Regions from separate parts of the Zea mays genome. Here region 2 is linked to region 1. Evidence: chromatin contacts called from public Hi-C data. All regions are on one chromosome and are shown on one strand. Each heading gives the region's core, a stretch centred on a gene start, on an enhancer-like site or on the middle of the called end of the contact. The rest is flanking DNA. Distances are from core to core; before and after follow the strand shown.

Evidence for each region. Hi-C and Micro-C count contacts between places; a contact is called where the count stands out from the background.
Region 2: a Hi-C map of endosperm shows a contact between it and region 1, with 1.9 times the contacts expected there. The contact joins the promoter of LOC100281294 here to the promoter of LOC103636169 in region 1. A contact is called at or near these places in 3 of 25 Hi-C or Micro-C datasets (endosperm, leaf and an unstated tissue).

The regions. Positions count from the first base shown.
Region 1 is chr8:154,254,187-154,257,005 of Zm-B73-REFERENCE-NAM-5.0, reverse strand. It overlaps LOC103636169 (pentatricopeptide repeat-containing protein At1g30610, chloroplastic), which reads right to left and starts at 1,550. Exons shown (of 10, transcript XM_008658523.3): 1 at 851-1,550; 2 at 1-729. The coding sequence starts at 682.
Region 2 is chr8:154,503,772-154,506,779 of Zm-B73-REFERENCE-NAM-5.0, reverse strand. It overlaps LOC100281294 (no apical meristem protein), which reads left to right and starts at 1,304. Exons shown (of 1, transcript NM_001154212.3): 1 at 1,304-2,709. The coding sequence starts at 1,410. The coding sequence ends at 2,480.

The DNA.
Region 1 (2,819 bases), core at 301-2,800:
GAGTCTGTTTGTTCGTCACCAACCTATGAACAGACATACTACCCCTAGTATCTTTAGCCTTCACAGGTGATGAGAACTGCCCATTGTCTCCATTTCCTCTTGTACCACCACGAATTATTCTTCTCTGTGCATAGTCTTCAACCTCCCCTTGCCTGCGATTGCTACTTTTTACATGACCAGTTGCTCTTTTATCCACAAAGCCTGTAACATCCTTCTGATTCTCATCCTTCGCCAAGTCCCTCTGAGGCCCCTGATTCCTTTCAAATGATTTATTCCTTGCATCACCAGACCTCCTATTCCTTTGTCGGCCATCACCCGCGAACCTTCTCCTCAAACTCTGGCCATCGGCGCCATGTAAATTCTTGCTCCTGTCCAACTTCACCGACTCCATGATTTTAACATAGTCAGTGAAAGTCGGGCTGAACGTCAGCTCCTTCTCGATGTGCCGAAGCTCTGACGACCCGGCACCGACCTCATCACGAGCCACAGCACCGTTACTTCTTGAATCAAGAACCCAGCCCCTCTTCCTTGACAAACCCCGGCGCAGTGGCAACATAAAGACGCTCCTCTCAGGAATCGAGAACCCGCGGCAATGCCACGAATTAGGCTGAGGAGTGGAGAGGAGAGCCCCGCAGCCACCCAAACTGAGCGGTCCCATGCTAGCATTCGGTGGCGCCGTCATTCCACTCCTCCGGAGCTGCGCCCACTACTGCATTGCTTATTGGCTTACTGCAGAAAAGGTTCTTGCTTATTGGCTTATTACAGAAAATGTTCTAACCAAGAAACTTAGCAGGCCAGAACGATCAGGCGGGAATTCTGAGGCTCGACCAATCGGAAGAAGCGCGTGTACCTGCGGTTGACCGCGCCCTAGCTGGCTGCCTCGGCGTTGTCTCCTCCTGTCTTGCGGCCTCGTCTGAGGAAGACTGTACTGGAAGTCGGGAAGGTTTGGACCCCGTTTGAACTTTGAATCCCTGTGGATTCTGAAAATCGCGATTAAAAAATCACGATGTCTTCCAAACGGTAGGGATAAAGAGAGAGATTACAAGAAAAAATTAAGAGCCAGATTCTTGAAATCTCCGAATCCCTCTCCTACCGGATAAACAAGGACTCGATAAAAAACATTCGTATCCCCAACTTCTCTTCTACCGTTTCTTCTCGGAAGCCCTTCTTGCACAGGCCAGTGCCTCCCAACTCCCGAAGCCACCGGCCCGAGAGTGCCGCAACGCTGGCTCAAGCCCGCCGCCGCGAGCTGCTTCAGTGCCTCCTCCGCCCCGCCCGCGTACACTGACGCCTCCGCCGCCCCGCTGCCTCCGGGCTCCGGCCGTCGACACGAGCCGCTGCCGCCACCGTCTCCCTTGCACTCCTGCACCGGCGCCAGGCGTCACTACTGCCACTCTCCCTTAGGCGCCTCACCACTGCGCCCGTGCGCAGTGCGCTGCTGCCTACCGTGAACACCACCCCCAGCTGTGCTCGGAGAGAGAGAGAGCAGCGAAAGAAGTCCCGAGATGCAGAGAAGGAACGAGGGATAAACCGGGAGAGATAAGTACGATAAGGACTATAGATGGCCATTTGCCACTAACATGATAGGTCAGCCCAGGCACGGCACAAAAAAGCACAGTCTAGGCACGACCCGGTCCGGTTAGTATAGTACCAGTGTCTGGCACGGCACGGCTATAGTGCCGTGCCTGGGCCACTATCTCGACCCGTAGTGCTCGCACGGGCACGACACAGTTACATTTTTTATTTTAAAAGTAATAGTTTACATATATTAAGTATAAGAATTCAACATATAACACAATAAAATTGTAGCTGCACTGGTTAGATGGATGTATTTAAGCCTCTTATGCACTAGGTTGTGAGTTTGAACCCCCACAATTGCACATTTTTTGCTAAATTATACAATATACTCAAATGGGTCATAGTGCCACCGGGCCGGCCCAGCACGACTAGCAGGCTGACGGGCCGTGCCTGGGCCGCGGCAGCGGCACGCCGGGCCGTGCCGTGCCGGTCCGTGCCGGCCCGTTTGGCCATCTAGGACTACTTTGGAACTTCAATTTTTCAAGGAGTTTCTTTTTTCTAAGAAAAAATAACTAATTTTCTTTGAAAAAATAGAAATTCTTTACTAGAATAAGATTCTCAAACTAGCCCTAAATAAATTTATGTTTTTTTTTGAATTTGGGTCTGTAATATTAAAAGAATACAAATTTAGATATATATAATTGTTATCTCACTTGCATGTGTGGTTCATATGAGTCGATGACATGATATATACCTAAAGTTATAATTTTTTAATGATATAAATTAAATTATTCATTTTTTGTCTAAACAAAATAAGGGTTGGATCTTGCAATTAAGTTCCATTCTAATAATTATAATTTAGGCATGAATCAATTAAACTAATATAAACTTACGTAGAATATATTTATATACTACTATTGCTATATAAGAGAGATATTTATGTGATATATTTCTACTATAAGAAACGAACTAGAATTGTGTGTTATAAATTTCATAGTAAAAATATAGATCAGTGATACATAAAATCAATTTCTATTCCTCGTCCTATAAATTTGAGATAAGGTTATATATAAAATTTGTAAGTGGAGGAATATCAAATTCTAAACTAAATAGCTTAAGAGGGTGTTTGAATGCACTAAATCTAAAGTTATCTGCTAAAATTAGTTGAATGCATCCAAACTAATAATTCAGCTATTAGAGCTTGTTTGACGGGGCTTCGACTCTGTCTTTTCTATGGGAAAAAATAAAGTCCTGCCAAACACTATTTTCTTAAAACAGCTTAATGTGAAAAGCACTTAAAA
Region 2 (3,008 bases), core at 55-2,554, 250 kb before region 1:
GTAGTACAAAATATGTTGCTAAATTATTGGTACATGCTTTTTATTTATATATAATAAAAACAAATCATTTATGTTATAAATGTGATTTATTGTGTAGCCTCGCGAGCCACCATCGAGCCGAGCCTCATTTTCTAGCTCATAATACGACCAGGCGAATAGAGCTTGGTTCATTGGTTCGCTGAGCTCAGTTCGTTTCTAGCCCTAAGTGGGATGGTAGAACAAACAAAAAAAAAATGTTTTATTTGATAAGATTCAAAGAGTAAATATTCGTCCGCAAATTTATCATGATTCGGTAAGAATAACAACAAAAGAAGATTTAAAAGAAAGGATTATATTTTATATAAATATTGAATTTGGATATATTCTAGATCTTCTTCCTTGACAATATATTTATTTTTCTTTCTTAAGAACGTCGTGGAGAGGAAAGAGAATCTTTATACATAGAACGGAGAAACGTAGAGGATGCTGCTACAGGAGACAAGGAGATAAGGGAGGAAATCTCAATTTAGAATAGATGAAATAATCGTTTATAGGCTCCTGCAGCCAGCGTAGTTTTGTTCAATTGCGTACCGGGCCTGGTGGGCCTGTACGCAGAAATTTAGAATGGAAAAAGAGTAGAACACGCCAATGGGCTTCGTTCAGGTGTCTGAGCAGCACCCAGTCCAGTGGGCTTTTTAATCTGGTGTCCAACAACACCCAGTCCTCAAGCGGGTTTATGGCCTGTTTGAAACGAACACACGGTTTTTAAAAACTAATTTCTATCTCCAATTTCCAGGAACTGATTTATAGGGAAAAAAACTAGATATGCGCGTTTAAAACTAGTTCTTCGATACGTGATACGTGGTTTCACGGTTTCATCCGAAAGCCACTAAAAATAAATACAAGAGTGCTTTTAGTTTTCTACTACGAGAAAGTCAGCTTTTAGAAAAAAAAACTGTTTCTTAGATCCAACCTTTTGGTTTGACTTTTGGCTTATAGAGGATAAAAACCAAAACTAAAAGTCAAAAGCTAAACCAAACATACCATTAAAAATAGGAATCCAGTTTTTAGAAATTAGAGCATAAACTAGCATATTTATAAGTATGCCAATTTCTATTAACCAGTTTTTTAAAAACTAGGCGCTGAATCAATACTGAAACCAGGCTGACAAACCAAACCGATGATATTCTAGAACATTCAAGATAGGGTCAAATCCGGGTTTTTCCCATCCCTCCAATTTCGAGTCGGACTCCGCCCTGGAACCGACCCTGGGGATCGGCAAAAGGAAACGCGTGAATCGATGGCCATGTAAAGCGGCGGTTCCCCGTGCCCAATGCCTCAGGTTCCTATTCCATCTCGAATTCGGAGTCTTCTCTCGTCCCTGTCCCCCTCCAGCACCGCCGCCGCCGCCACCGCGCCGCAACCTCGCCATGGCACGCCCTCCGTCGGCGGCCCTCAAGCCGCCGTATCCGGCCTTCCAATCCCATCCCAGCGATCTCGAGCTCGTCAACTTCTATCTCCGTCCCTGGGTCGAGACCGGCGTCAAGACCGGCGCGTTCATCCACGACGCAGACGTGTACGCCGCTGACCCCAACTACCTCACCCGTCAGTTCGCGCCGGCGGTGGCCCAGGACGGCGAGCGGGCGTGGTACTTCTACACCCCGCTGCGCCACAAGAGCGTCCACGGGACGCGGAAGACGCGCACCGTGGCCACCGGCGGCGGGTGCTGGCACAACGAGGCGAAAGCTAGGCCCGTGTACATGGTCTCCAACGGGATGCACCAGATTGCGCATCGCCAGAGCTTCTCCTTCGTCGAGAAGGATGGCGGCGTGCGGGTCCGCACGGGTTGGCTCATGATGGAGCTCCGCCTCGTCGAGGACGGCGCCGCCGGGCAGAAACCGGAGGAGGACGGCGCCCTCGGGAGTCGCGTCCTGTGCAAGGTGTACCGCAGCCCGCGCAACCCCGAGCCAAGCGGCATCGAAGCCGCGACGGCGCCCGGGCAGAAGGCGGAGGCAGACGACGATGAATCTTGCGACGACGAATCTAGCGACGCGACGTTGGACGACGATGACAGCTCCAACGCGTCACTAGCGGCGGCATCGGGACCCAAGAGGGAATCCGACGAGGTGGAATCCAGCGACGCGACGGTGGCGGCACCTAGTCGCCATAGCGCGCCGAACGACGAGATCTCCGGCGGGTCCGCGGTGGCGCCCGGACGCAAGGAAAAGACGGAGATCGGGGAGGTCTCCACCGAGACGTCCGCGGCGGTGCGCAAGAGGAGAAAGGCCGACGGCAGCAGCTCCCCTAGCACTCCGGTTTCTACGACGGATATGCACTGCCCTCAGTGCGGCACCCATCTCATGCTAACACTGAACATGGCGGAGTCCAAATCGGAGGCGGGGCTCGCGAAGGACGAGTCGGCCACCGCCGCGCCTGATCAAGGCGGGACGGGTGAGTCTTCACAGAAGAATGTTCGGGTTCGGTTCCATCAGTTCCTGTGAGATCCAGGGTTCCTTCCTGCCCAGACAAATCCTGGGAAACAGAGCCATAGTTTCTTGTCTGTTATTTGGAAGAACGAAATAAGAAGATTTTAGATTAAGAATTCGTTAGAAGTAACCGTGTCTATTGCTGCAACGGTGATGTAATCGTGAAACCAAGACATAAGGCGTACGAATTTACACAGGCATGCAAATACAGGGATGGATATGAAACTACATTTTTGAAACTATATTTTTAAAGTAACCCTCTAACATGGTATATATACTCGTAAGACTTTCTTGACATAATTAAATAACCCTCTCACATGGTATACTCGTAAGGCTGACTCCAGCAATTTCTCCTCTTAAATCTCCTATTTATACTTTTTATTCAGATTTAAATATCTCGTCCTCAATCATTCTCACCCCTATTTCTCTACTCCCTCTATCATTCTCTCTATTCAGCTCATCATCTATCTTTTAATTAAACTATTTGACTTTCATATATCAGTTTTTGAAAGTTTAAAAATACTATAAATATTTGTACAGTAA